Linked DNA regions of Anser cygnoides: region 1 is linked to region 2. Evidence: chromatin contacts called from public Hi-C data. All regions are on one chromosome and are shown on one strand. Each heading gives the region's core, a stretch centred on a gene start, on an enhancer-like site or on the middle of the called end of the contact. The rest is flanking DNA. Distances are from core to core; before and after follow the strand shown.

The links. Hi-C and Micro-C count contacts between places; a contact is called where the count stands out from the background.
Region 1: a Hi-C map of liver shows a contact between it and region 2, with 1.9 times the contacts expected there. The contact joins the promoter of SQSTM1 here to the promoter of RUFY1 in region 2. A contact is called at or near these places in 3 of 7 Hi-C or Micro-C datasets (all in liver).

What each region holds. Positions count from the first base shown.
Region 1 is chr14:5,774,724-5,781,555 of Taihu_goose_T2T_genome, forward strand. SQSTM1 (sequestosome 1) reads left to right here and starts at 2,126. Exons shown (of 7, transcript XM_048057319.2): 1 at 2,126-2,394; 2 at 2,504-2,599; 3 at 3,331-3,560; 4 at 3,681-3,837; 5 at 4,896-5,140; 6 at 5,382-5,589; 7 at 6,243-6,569. The coding sequence starts at 2,217. The coding sequence ends at 6,400.
Region 2 is chr14:5,609,594-5,616,135 of Taihu_goose_T2T_genome, forward strand. It overlaps RUFY1 (RUN and FYVE domain containing 1), which reads left to right and starts at 4,453. Exons shown (of 18, transcript XM_048057169.2): 1 at 4,453-4,765. The coding sequence starts at 4,495. All of the region lies in intron 2 of LOC125181970 (a long non-coding RNA gene), which reads right to left.

The DNA.
Region 1 (6,832 bases), core at 876-3,375, 160 kb after region 2:
GAGGCCAGTTCTTCACGCTGGGAATCCCACACCCGGGTCCTCCAGAAAACAAGAGGGAAAAATGCCCCAGGCTAATTCGAGCTCCAGCCAAATCTCAGGCTGCAGAGCTGTGCGCAGGCAGGGTTTGGTGGGGAGCCATCCGTCCATCTGTCCAGCTGTGGAGGCAGAAGGACACGTTTGGTGAGTGCCACGGGAATGGAGCCCAGCTCCTTGCATCTCCCTCCGGGGGCTGAGAATCCCCCGAGGGCACATCCAAGGGCTTGGGCACTAGGAAATGCTGGGAAATCCCCGACCTGGAGGAGGAGGAGGAGGAGGAGGAGGAGGAGGAGGGGACACGCTGAGTCACCCTGTCCCGTGATCGGTGAGCTAAGTTAATCACAGGCTGGTGAAAGCCTTGTTTTCTTTATGTTTTGAAAAAAGTGCATGATGTCACGGCCAGAAAGCTGAGCGTGACTCAGCAGAAGCCACCAGGAGAAGGGAAATTCTCCCTGGCTTTTGGCCCCTTCCATATTTGCCAGCTGGATTAAAGTTCACAAGGAGGAAAAATAGGATTTCTGGTGTTAACGTGGTGCATCGACTGATAGTTATAAATGCATCTATTAATGTGGAGGCAAAACCAGCGTGAAAAGACCCAGCAGCATGGGGACAGCCCGTGGTGCCTCAAACACCCGGGCAGGGTGATGGAGAGGGGAGTAAGGAATCGGCCCTGCCAGCACGAGAGCAACTCGGTGCCTCAGGAATGACTGTGACGGAGCTGGTTCCCAAAAGACAGGTCTCTGGCTCTGTAAATGAGACCAAAAGTGGCCGTTGGGGTCTTCAGAAATAGGGCATGAGATGGCTGTGCTGGAGGTGACGCTTGGCAAGGCAGATTCAGCACAGAGTCCTGTACTGCGTGCCCTGCTACTGCCTGCCCCTCTTCGGATTTTATGGAAAAACAAAACAAAACAAAAACACACAACGATATCAACCTAGCAAACTTCACCAACATTTCCAGAAATAAGGCTAGACACAGCAAAGAGATGAAAGGGAAGGTGCGCACCCAAACCTCCCAGTATTTTGTGCTGTGAAACCTTCCCTGAGCAGCAGCATTCATGTCTAAACATGAATCCTCTGGTGTTTAAAGTTTAACTCATCACCTCATGGTGAAGTAACGGCCACATCATGCACAGGAATCAACATTCTTAGAAAATATTTGAAGTTAGAAAGGGCAACCCTTTGTACTATAAATACTGCTTTCCAGAAAAGGGTTGTGATTTCAACATCGCCAAGCGTGTGCCAAAAAAGTACCCGTGTGGCCCAGTGCTTTAGCACAGGTACTGCAGGTCAAGATATACGCTACCTGCCCACCACGGAGGTGAAAACTTTCCCTCTCTTGGTTGTGAAGGGCGGTAAGTCTTGACACGTGTTCCCTAGGTTTTCATTACAGAATCCCAGAATCATTAGGGTTGGAAAAGAGCTCCAAGATTACCCGGTTCAACCATCCTTAGGGACATGGTTTAGTGGGTGACGTTGGCGGTAGGGTGATGGTTGGACCAGATGACCTTGAAGGTCTCTTCCAACCTTAACGATTCTAGGACTCTGCGATCCCCCTACCGCCAATGCCCCCCAGTAACCACGTCCCCAAGCCCCACGTCCCACCTTCCCTTGAACGCCCCCGGGGACGGTGACCCCACCACCCCCCTGGGCAGCCCATCCCAACACCTGACCGCTCTTTCCGAGAAGAAATGGTTCTGAATTTCCAACCTGGCCCTCGCTGAGGCCAAGGGGACCAACAAGAACCGGGCTCCGAGGGCCCCGGGGCGCGAGGAAATCAGCGCCGAGGGGGGGCCCGATAATGGTGGAGCCAGCCTTACCTAATCACTGGGGGCGGGGCATGAGGGGAAAGGGGGGGGCGTGGTCTGATAGCAAGGGATGACGTACATGGACAGGTGGGCGTGGCCTGGTGCGATACATATGGACAAGTGGGCGTGGCCTGGGGCAAACGGGAGACATATATGGTCAAGTGGGCGTGGCCTGGGGAACATCGGGACCACATATATGGACAAGTGGGCGTGGCGTGCGACTGGGGGCGGAGCTGGGGCGCAGGGGGCGTGGCGCGGCGGCGGCGCTATAAGGCGGGGGGCGCGCGGCCCGGCTCCCGCCCCGCCCCGCGCCGTTCCGTGCCGAGCCGCCCCGCCCGGCCCCGTCCCAGCGGCAATTCCTGCTGCGCCACAGCCATGGCGGCGCTGACGGTGAAAGCCTACCTGCTGGGCAAGGAGGAGGCGGCCCGCGAGATCCGCCGCTTCTCCCTGCAGCCCCCCGTCCGCTACCAGGCCGTCTGCGAGAGGGTGGCCGAGCTCTTCCAGGGGCTGCTGCGGGCCGGGCCGCCGCCGGCCTTCCGGCTGCACTACCGGGGTGAGGGGGGACGCGGGGGGCGGTTTGCCCGGGGGGTGGTGGGGGTGGGGGTGGGGGTGTCCCCCCCCCCGGCCGGGAGCCTGACCCTGCCCGTCCCCTCCCCCCGCAGATGAGGACGGGGACCTGATCGCGTTCTCGAGCGACGAGGAGCTGGAGCTGGCCATGCCCTACGTGCGGGACGGCGTCTTTCGCGTTTACATCAAAGGTAACGGCTACCGGGGGAGGCAAGGCACGGCTCTGATGTAAGCTGCGGCTCCCCGGGGAGGTGAATTGAGGGGCGGGGAGGGGGCTGGAGGGGAGCCCAGGCTGCTGAGGGGAGGTGGGCAGACCCCAGGCCGCCTCCTAGCTGTGTCACTCCTGGCACAGTGACAGCCACCTCCCCGCAAACCCTTCCCACCACTGGTGTCCTCAGCAGTCACAGGGACACGCTAGGAAGCCCAGATGGCAGCTTAATTGTCAGTGTGCTGTTGTGCCCTAGTCCCTTCTGTTCGCTCAGACACCTGCAGAGCTTTATCAGCAGCTCACCTACTGACTCACACGGGCTGTCACTCATCTCCGTGCTCATCTGCTGTGCCCCCTGGCACTCCTTCTGAACTTCCTCCCGAGAAACATTCTGTCCTCGCAGAGCTTAGGGAGGTAGGACGAGACGCCAAATGGGGTGGTGCTGTGCTAATCTAGAATAAATATGGAAAGATAGTGCTAGGGATGAGGTATGCTCATTTGGAGGAGCAGGTATGTCTGTGAAACCCCCTCATGCTTGGTTTAAGTTCTCTTACGTGCCCCCGGCTTGTGTTTGGCAGCCAGTGTAAAAGTAAACTGAGCTAGTAAGTCAATACTGCTGTGACAAGGGCTGTTTGTGTTTCCTTCTCCTCTGCCCGATTTCCAACCTTTAAATAGTAACCTTGTTCTTGATGCAAAGTTCCCTTTGCTTAATAGAGAAAAAGGAGTGCAGGCGGGAGCATCGCTCGCAGTGCAGCCAGGAGCCTCCCCGTGATATGGTGCACCCCAATGTCATCTGTGACGGCTGCGAAGGGCCGGTGGTGGGTGCTAGATTCAAGTGCACCGTCTGTCCAGACTATGACCTGTGCAGCACCTGTGAGGGTAAAGGCATCCACAAGGAGCACAACATGGTGATGTTTCAAAGTCCACTGCTAAATCCGTTTGAGGTGAGTAAAATCTATGGAGTGGGACTAATGCATGGGGTATTCCCCAAATGTAAGCACTAAGCTTAATTTACTTGGAATCTGTCTGCGTGAACATGGTCACATGAACGTTACCCTTCACAGTGGCTTCCCCGAGGACGCTGGCTCCGTAAAATGCGGCATGGTGTTCCACCCTTCCCGTGGATGCACTGCTGGGGGTATCCTGGCCCCGCAGGTCCATGCCAAAACTCGGAACGAGCCCAAGCCAGTGCTGCTGCCTCCAGTCCACCTGCTGCGGAAGGTAAGAGGAGATGCTCTGGTAAACAAGGTGGTGGTGGAGGAGCTGGAGTAGGTGGGACTCTGCAGCAGTGTGGAATCTGGGTGGGGAAAAAAAGGCATGGAAACTAATCTAATTTGCTTAAAATAACAAGGACATCTTGGGACAGAGTGCAGTTTCTCTTAAGGTGTGTTTAGGGCCCATGCAATAATAGATGAGGCTGTAGAGAGACTACTTAGAATGAAACCAAGCAGAGCTGTTAGCTCAAGCATGTCACTACTGTGCTCTAGATCTGCCTTTCAGCATGGATAATGAGCCTTAACAATGCTAATGCCACTGGTTTATTGTTCCAGAGGTGGCTCAGAGTTAGATTTGGTCTTTATACTTACTGCTTTTGTGCAGTGTAGATGTTTCTCAGAAAACAAGCACTGAGAACTCTTGGGGATATGCTCTGTAGGTGCTCTTTTCCTTTGGGCTGCTATATGTACTAATATGAATTGTTCTTCTAGAAGCTTCTACTAACAGCCCACCTCAGGACCCCAATGTCACCTTCTTAAAGAATGTTGGGGAGAGTGTTGCAGCTTTTCTGAGCCCTATGGGTAAGTTACTTATGGTGTCATCCACATCCCTGAGACTGGCTTAGCTCCTTCCAACAGGAGCAGCAGCCAGCTGTCGTGGCTGATGGCATCGCTTCATGCTACTAAGCCTTGAAGCTTTAACTTTATTCCTTGTACTAAAATTGCCTAGGCTTAGGACATCTGCTTAGTACCTTTTTAGAGTCCTCCTGTGGAAGGAAGTAAGGAGAGATTTCATTAACATGTCACCACTAACATTAAGTCAGTGGTGACTTGGGGCTGTGCCTTGCTCTGCAGATATATGTAAGTTCTGCCTTGACTTTAAATGTATGTCTGCCCATCTAGAGGAAGGTGATTATGCGGTGCTTCCCACTTCAATTCCTGCATGTTAAACGGGAAACTGGAAGATTACAGTAATGTTACAGCATTTATACTAGGATTAATGCATGCTTTAAGACTGCTTTTGAAATTCTTCTAAGATTTTCTTGGTCTGAAATATGTTCCTAGGTATTGAAGTTGATATTGATGTGGAACATGGAGGACAGAGAAGCAAAGTGACTCCTGTTTCTCCCAATCTGGAGAAGAACAATGCTGAGTCAAGCAGCGGTACCCCTGACCAGAACGCTCAGACCAAACCATACTGGAATAGCACAGATTCTGTTACAGTAGTAAATACGGTTGCAGAGCAGATACAAGATATGGTGATAGATCCTGTGCCCACGCAAATGGAAGATGGCAGCTTCCAGACCCAGGTACAAGAACCATGGCATTAATGTGCTCGCTGAGGCTTTATTGAAAAGAACGCCTTTCAGCCTTTGTTGTAGGGTTGATTATTGGAGTGTCAGTGCTTAAGTGATGCACAGCACCTCAGCTTTACTGATTTACAGCAAAGGTGATGGGACTTGTGAATGTAAAGCTTCATATTATAGATAGGAGCATGCATCCTACCTGGAAAACACTGCAGCACCTGGACTTTGTTTCTTCCCGTTTCAGGAACACAGTGAGTCTAGCAGTTCATCAGGGGGTGATGAGGACTGGACCCACTTGTCTTCCAAAGAAGTGGATCCTTCCACAGGTGAACTGCAGTCTCTCCAAATGCCAGAGACAGAGGGTCCCAGCTCCCTGGATGTATCTCAAGATCCTCCACAGCCAGGACCTACGGGACTGCGAGAGGCCGCGCTCTACCCACATCTCCCACCAGGTATGAGAATGTAGGTTTCATAATTCTGAGTAACTTCCACTCAGAAATTGCCAACTTGCCCAGCATAAGCAAATGTACTTAGAGATGGTAGGAACCAAGCTCATGTAAGTTAGAGGTGACCTTGTTAGCTGGTATGGCAGCACTCTGCACCTTGTTAGAAGCAGGTTGTTCTCCGCTTGAATGTGGGCAGCTAAGTCTTAAAGACTTCAGACTTAGGCTAGTACTAATACACTATTCAAGCAACATGAAAAAGGTGGTATTGCAAGTCCTGTCCTTGCTGTGTACTCTTAAGAGTCTTCTAATGTAAGATGCAGACAGTACATCCTGTGACTTACAACACCTTTATGGCAGGAGCTAGTTAATATGCCAGGTGTAACTTAACTGAAACCAGCAGCCCTGAGGCTCACAGTAAGGCTGGCTGAATCTGACTCAGCAGGGTTCTGACTCTGCAGTTTTCTTAGCAGGTTACATATGTTTTATTTCAAAATGTCTGTTCTCCTAGGAGACAAAGGAGAAAACATCTTCCAGCACTTGTCAGCTATGCTAGATTTACTAGGATTAGTGCCAGCCTACCTCCTGAGTGGTATTAAAGCCTTGGCTGGTTTGCTAATTACATAAAGTGTTTCAACTTTAAACTATCCCTCTCTCAACAGAAGCAGATCCTCGCTTGATTGAATCTCTGTCCCAGATGCTCTCTATGGGTTTCTCTGATGAGGGTGGATGGCTCACTCGACTTCTGCAGACAAAGAACTGTGACATCGGGGCAGCGCTAGATGCCATCCAATATTCCAAGCAGCCTCCTCACTTGTAGTAGTCTACATAACAAAAAGCACTTTCCTTCTCACTGAAACAAGATAAGGCCGTACAATTAACTCTAGCGATACATCTTCCTTCCTGTTAAGGGTTTGTTTCATGTTCCTTTCATGTTCCTAAGTGCTTGTAGAGGGGAGGAAAAAATAAATACTACTTCCAGCCTTTCACTTGTGATGAGTCTGTGTGTTTAATGCTCAGAGCTATATTACTCTGTTAACTGGAACTTGGGTGGAAGATAGTCTAGGCCCAGAGCATGTGACTTTACCAAGCAGCTCCTAGCACCAGGGAGGCAGCCTAGGACTGTACATCTTTTTTTTTTTTTTTGCATGTAGTGGAGGTTTTATTTGATCAGACCCTTAGGGCTACACACTACTGAAGGGAAATCAACTGCCTTGGCTCTGAAGCCTGCTCTACAGCTCTGGAAGAAAGG
Region 2 (6,542 bases), core at 3,203-5,702:
TATCCTCAGGTGTGTCAGCTGAAAACTGCATTAAGTAGCAAAAATGCCAGCACACTGATACTGCATTCACATCTTACTAGGATTCAGCTTGTGATCACATTCATAATTCCTTTGATCCCTCTGCCCGTCAGTCCAGCTAGTTCACACCACTTTTATATAACCTTAATAATTATACGTGATCCAAAATTGTCTATAGGGTGCAATAGAAACAAAAGACAAGCTAGTAAAAGGAAAAAAAACGTAACCCAAAACCACACAGGTCATGTAAGTCATTATACCATTCAAACAGATGTACCCTGATTTCTCTTTTGGTCTGTACACTAAACCAAATTATACAATTCCTCTAAACTTCTTGACCCTTGTAAAGTACTTGAAAGTACTTGGAACATTATCCAACAACTTCTAACAGACCAAAACCTGTTGTAAAATACTACCCATTTCAAACCCTAGAACTTGCAAATGATCCTGAATTCACTAGCAGCTAGGATTACATGACCTGTGTGGTTTTGGGTTACATTTTTTTCCCCTTTACTCTCTTGCCTTTTGTTTCCATTACACCCAACAGATAATTTTGGATCACGTATATGTACATCTAGATTCCTAGAGATATATTCAATGGTCACAAGTTTAATTTCCTATAGGAGCTACCCAAGCAACTACTTAACTCCCTTTTCCCAAAATGGCCTGTTAGCACAGCTGGTACCATGGGGCACTACAACTGTCATTCGTGTTAAGACACACGTTTTCTTTTCCTATTTTAAAAGTTTGGTGGCGGAAAGTAAAACTTTTAAAGGGGCATGGTTTTGCCATTGCTCAGTTCTGTTCCAAACACATGGCCACACAAAGATCCTCTCTAAAATATACATGGTAGTTTAAGGCTGGCACAAAAAATCTGGTATTTATACACCCTGCTGGGAAAGTGGCACCTTGTGAGCTATTTGCTGTTTCCCAGGTAGCTTCACAACATGAGATTTGCTCGCAGTGTGTCCTTGCTCTATATTAAATGCTGCTCTGTGAAAAAAGTAGTGCCGTAGTGTCACCTAGTGGGAAGCTCTGCTTGCTGCCTCTGTTTTTACAGCACCAACAATGTGGTAAATAACAAAAAAAAATAATAAATAAAATAAATGGGGTGTTGTTTTTATCTGCCTTCTGACATTCCATGTTCCAGTCTACTATATTGCTGTTACAGGCCTTTTTTTTTTTTCTCTCCTTTTGTTTACTAAAAGCAGGTGATAGTTCAGAGTTGAAAAATACTGAATTTTCCCCAGACTTAATATATATCTGAGGAGTACTTGGTCTTCACTGGCTGATTTAAATATATACTAAACTCTGATGCTGCTCTTTTGATTCCGTGACAGTGTTCTAATGCAAGGTTCTATTCACTATTCTACTCTATCTTTCCCTTTATTTACTAAGACACACATTTCCACCTAATGTTATTTCCATTTCCTCTCAGGAATTCTAATGGCTTGTGAAATGACACTTTCAAACAGCTGATCCTTTCTGTAGTAATGAGGATCGTTTCAAGAAAGGCATTGGTGGGTGTATTTGTATCAGGGACCATAAACTTGTGGCTTAAAAAAATAAATAAATTGCTTTGAGTCAAGACAGCTGTGATAACACAACCGAAAACAATCCTTTTTTTAAGAAAGTTCTTTGATTAGAAGTGATTGGTGATATTAGCTAATTAGCTGCAGGTAGACCAACAGTTAAAACTGTTGTCTCTAGAAGTATGATAACTTAATCACTGTTATAAGGGGGGAATTCATTCAGTGCCATGGAATGTGTTTTGGGTTTTATTGTTTTGGGATTTTTTTGGTGAGTTCCTAACAAAAACATGTTATCATTTGCTAACGTTGTTTTTCCTCAGCTGGCATTCCCTTATTCCAGTGCACAAGGGGAAGAAGGATCTAATGGTTTGTGGAATAGGAGGGAGGGAACAGTATAATGCAAGCTTTGCTGGCAGATGTTACAGGAATGCAAGGTATAACTGACAGCTAATTATAAAGTTCACTTGTTAGCATACTATGGCATTTTTGGCTGAACTAAAATACCTTAAGTGTGTGATTCATTTGAAACATTAAATGGCAAGTGAAGCTTCTTAAACCATTACTCTAAAAATAAATAAATCTGAGATGAAGAGGAATTAACCGAAGACACTGTCTTGGAAAGTGTCATGGTGTGGAAAATTAATATCCCTTTCAAAATCACTGAATGCAAATGATATAGATTCTCCTTTTCTAAAATTAACCATCTTCCATTTTGGCTAGTAAAACTTTTGTCCTAAAGATTCATTTTCCTGATTAAAATATGAGTCCTTCAGGAATAATCTATTTCTGTACTTTAAATTCACTGCTATTTAACTATCTCCAGTTTTATAAATATTTCAATATTTTTCTCTCTCTCTTAAGAAGAAGGAAGAGGGGTGGCAATAAAACTTAAAGCCATGTACAATCTGCATAAAAAGGGAACTGAATTTCACACAGCTCAGACAGCTTCCCGATGACACTTTTTCATTTTTAGAAGCATCTTGTTGATTTCTAAGGATAGGAAAGGCAAATAGCAGTAACTGGGTCACTCAGTTTCCTGACTAACTTTTCAGTGCGTCCTAACATCTTTAAGTCCTCAAAACTTCTATGTTTGTAATTACATGGAACTGATATATATATACTTTGGCACACCTAGAGCTGCGTAATGGGCTCTCAAAAGAAAATGCTGTTTGTCTTCACATGAATGGCAAGAGCTAGACTAGCAGTCTGTAAAGAAGAGACTGCAGTGGTGAAATATCAGCATCTGCAGAAGCCAAAAATAAAAACGAACCTACTTTCAGAGCTAAAAGTGAATAGCGTTATTCATGCATAGTGCCTCTCTTTGACAAAAGGGCAGCTCAAAACCAAAGTAACAAACTTTTTTTTTTTTTTTTTAATGTGCTTAAAGCTGTATCCTAGGTAAACTACATCCTCCGTGGTTGTTTCTTTACTCTGTACACTGAAATGTTTTTTAATAGTGACTTACAGAAAGATGATCACAGACTGTGGTACTTTCAATCACTGTTTTTACAAAGTAGCTAATTGTAAGTCAGTACAGGGAAGTGTAGTGCATCTGTAGCTATTGGAATGACACACTGAGAGGTGAACAGGAGTCTTGGTTTGTTTTTATTTTCAGTAACAAAAACTTTCAAGTCCTATTCTTCAGCTGTATTGAAAAATAATTTATTTAGAAGGTTGGAATCCTGCTTTGCTGCTCTAGCCAGTATGTCCTGACTCTTAATATTGGGTGGATACTAATGGCAGAAAATCAATGTCAAGTCTTACTCAAGTCAAACAGAAGTACATTCATGTCAGCAACAGCAAGAACCTGTGAAGCTATTAGATACTATGGCCATATAAACCCACTGTCACGTACTTCTTGAGTCCACTAGATGGAGTAAAATTTATCTCTGCACCCTTTTAGCAAAAGTAGCTCACAGCCTATACTTAGCTCATATGAATCATGGGTGAATAAGAGGCTGCTGATCTCTGAATTCCCAGCAAAAATGCAAGAGCTTCCTTGTACCTTGTGGAGCTGGAGTTGTTAAACTTTCAGTATCTGAGAAGCCAAGAGGACAAACTCAATCTTAAAACTAGCTTAAAGGAGGAGAATAAATAAGACAAACATGAATATTTCTTTTACTGCAACTGATCTCCAACTCTACTATTCCCTCCCCCCTTCACTCATTTCTTAGGAGGACAAAAAAAAATAAAAATAAAAACTTTCTTCTGTACGGCAAAAAAACTAATGTGCAGCATCTACTACATCATGACTATGTGAGTGCTCTATCTCAGGTACGTACAGTTCCTGGATGGAAAAAATAAACGATAAACCATCAATAGTTGTGACACACACTAAGGCTGTATTTTCATACGAGGGCCATTTCGGTTCCCCTTTATGATACATGTCTTCTACCAACCACAGCCCAAATACATTAAAGAAGTAGTCTTACTGTCTGTAGTTATTTTGTAGTGACAGCGACACAAGCAAGAGCTTTTCACAACAGTGTACCTGTCATTCCTATCCAGCACTTTAATCAAGCTAGGATAACTTGAGTTACAGGCAAAGTAATAAAGATCTTTTTAAGTTTTCATAATACCGCACAAATCCAGGATTTCAAAAGATGGTACAAATTTTCTAATTGAAAGTAATGTTTGGGAAAAGAACGCAATGAAAAAATAATCTGTAGAGCGAATTTTTGTTATTTTGATAACTTGTTTAAAAAGTAAACTCTTGCTCAGTTTACCATGCCCCTCCCTGCTCCCCCCTCCTAAATCTTTAACCCAGAACATGGAACAAACTGCAGAGTTCTGGAAAGGCTCGGCTCGGTCCTGCTGGTGCATGCACCTGCTGTGTAAGAGTCAAGGGGGCTGTGGGTACCTGGTGCCTGCCCTGCAGCCAGCGGGCAGGGCGTGGGGCTGCTGCCTGGAGTGCGCCTGATCAGGGTCATATGACAGAGCGAAGATGGCTGACGGGGAGAAATGCACTGCTGCTGCTGCGGGAAGGCAAGAAGACTTTGAGATCATTGACAAAAACCAGATTCCTAGCGCAACCCAGCTGAAGAACGAGGAAAAAGAGAAAGCGGCAGAAGAAGCGAGGTGGTCTGCTCCGATCTTGTCGCTGGCTAAGAAAGCCTCGGAGAACTTAGCGCTGAGCTATGGCAACGCTCTGAAGTCTGCAGCTTTGGTAGGATTCATATCCAAACCAGTCAGCAATGACAACACAGCAAAAACAAGTATGGTTATGTTTATTTAGTACCCTTGCTTTTATGCTGCGCAAATAAGTTAGCTCCCGTAAGTGGCGTTTCTTAGGGAGTGATGCGTTGTTGTTACTTGGAGTTTGTTGTTAAATATCTGATGCTGCAGGTTTTTATTTAAAGGAAATTATAATGAACAACATAGATGTGGAATTAACAAAATATATTATAACCAGAAGAATCCTAAACTGTTAATATGTCTGGGAAAGTTGACTTTATTTTTTGTGTGGTAGGCTTTTATTAATTCTATTTCTCCCTCTCCCTTTAAATTCAGCTCAGCAGCCTGCTTGTGCTAGGAAGGGTAACAAATCACTTGCTGTGGGGGCTGGCTCAGGGGAGGAACTATGCTGATACTTCTTGCATAGTTTTAATGTCAGAAAGTGGACAATTGGACTAAAACAGATTTGTTATAAATCAACTATCCTAAAAATAGCTTTACTTAATTACAGCTTGCTTTACTAAACATCTGTATTCATCAGTATTGTAACCCTACGGATTTATGGAACAGATTTCTTAAAATGGAGTTAAGAAGGCTTTAGTGGGATCCTTACAGAAATTAGATCTCAGTAATACTTAGAGCATGGAAACAAAACCATTCAGATGTAGGAATGGGATGTGTTAGTCTTGTATTCCAGGCTCCCAGGCTAGTTCTTGATGGTTTGGGACCAGTGGAACTCAGTTATGCTAACTGGTTCAGGCCTTCTTGTTTTCAGTATTAAGTATTCAAGCTGCATTTCTCTGGGGATGAACCATAACTACATGGTGGAATAAATCATTGTTGATGGACTTTTTTTTTTTTGATGAAAATACTTCAGTGTTACATAGGCACGTAGCAAGAGTTCAAGATTAATCATGTCCTGAAAAAATATAGATTCCTATCTTTTTGTGCACTACAGTCTCACAGCAAACCTAGATGCCAATCTTGAGCACCTGGGATTTAACCTGAGGCAGAATATCTCACTACCTTCAGCTGCATTTGAAATAATGCTCTGAATAGACATAATTCAACACAACACACGGTATTTGGTGAGAAGTTGGGAAAACAATGTTCTCCTTCTTGAAGCAAAGCTCCCAAACTTAATGAGACTTTTACCACAACCCTTCAGCCTCCTATCTCTAAAGTAAGGGAATACAATGCTACCTTCCCAAATTGTTCTAAGTATCTTGATAACATGTTGATGACTTACAGAAAATTCCAGAAGAAAAACTCGTTCATAACTTACGTGATTTAGTGTCTGGTCACATTATATCTATTCAGCCCTCCTGTATAAAGAGCTTTCATATCAACTTTGACCAAGCACTATATGTATTCAATTTAAAGCACATATTTTTTAATAATATGTGGTCTGCCAAACTACTTGTGGAGAACTAGATAAAGAAGGCAGCAGGGAACAAGCTGTTAAGAGTATTTATAACCTCTACCTCCTATTTCAGATCTGTTGATCACGTGTAAATACTGCTGCACACTACACACTCAGCTGGACAGATAGAAAGGGGAAGGTACATCATAAACCCATTTTCTGCCTTTGATGAAACTATCTTGCCTGGCTGGGAAGGCAGGAGCTACAAATCTAAAGAATATGAGTCAAGAAAGACTATGTGTCTTAAAGACCAAAAGATGGAGAATTGTCAGCTTTTCTTCAGGCTTCAGTATTTTCCTACTTCAAGGTGTGCTAAATAGTGTACAGTAAACAAGGCATGGGGCTTCAAAATGATGATTAAAAAATCAGTTGATTAAGAGACTGTCTGATCATGT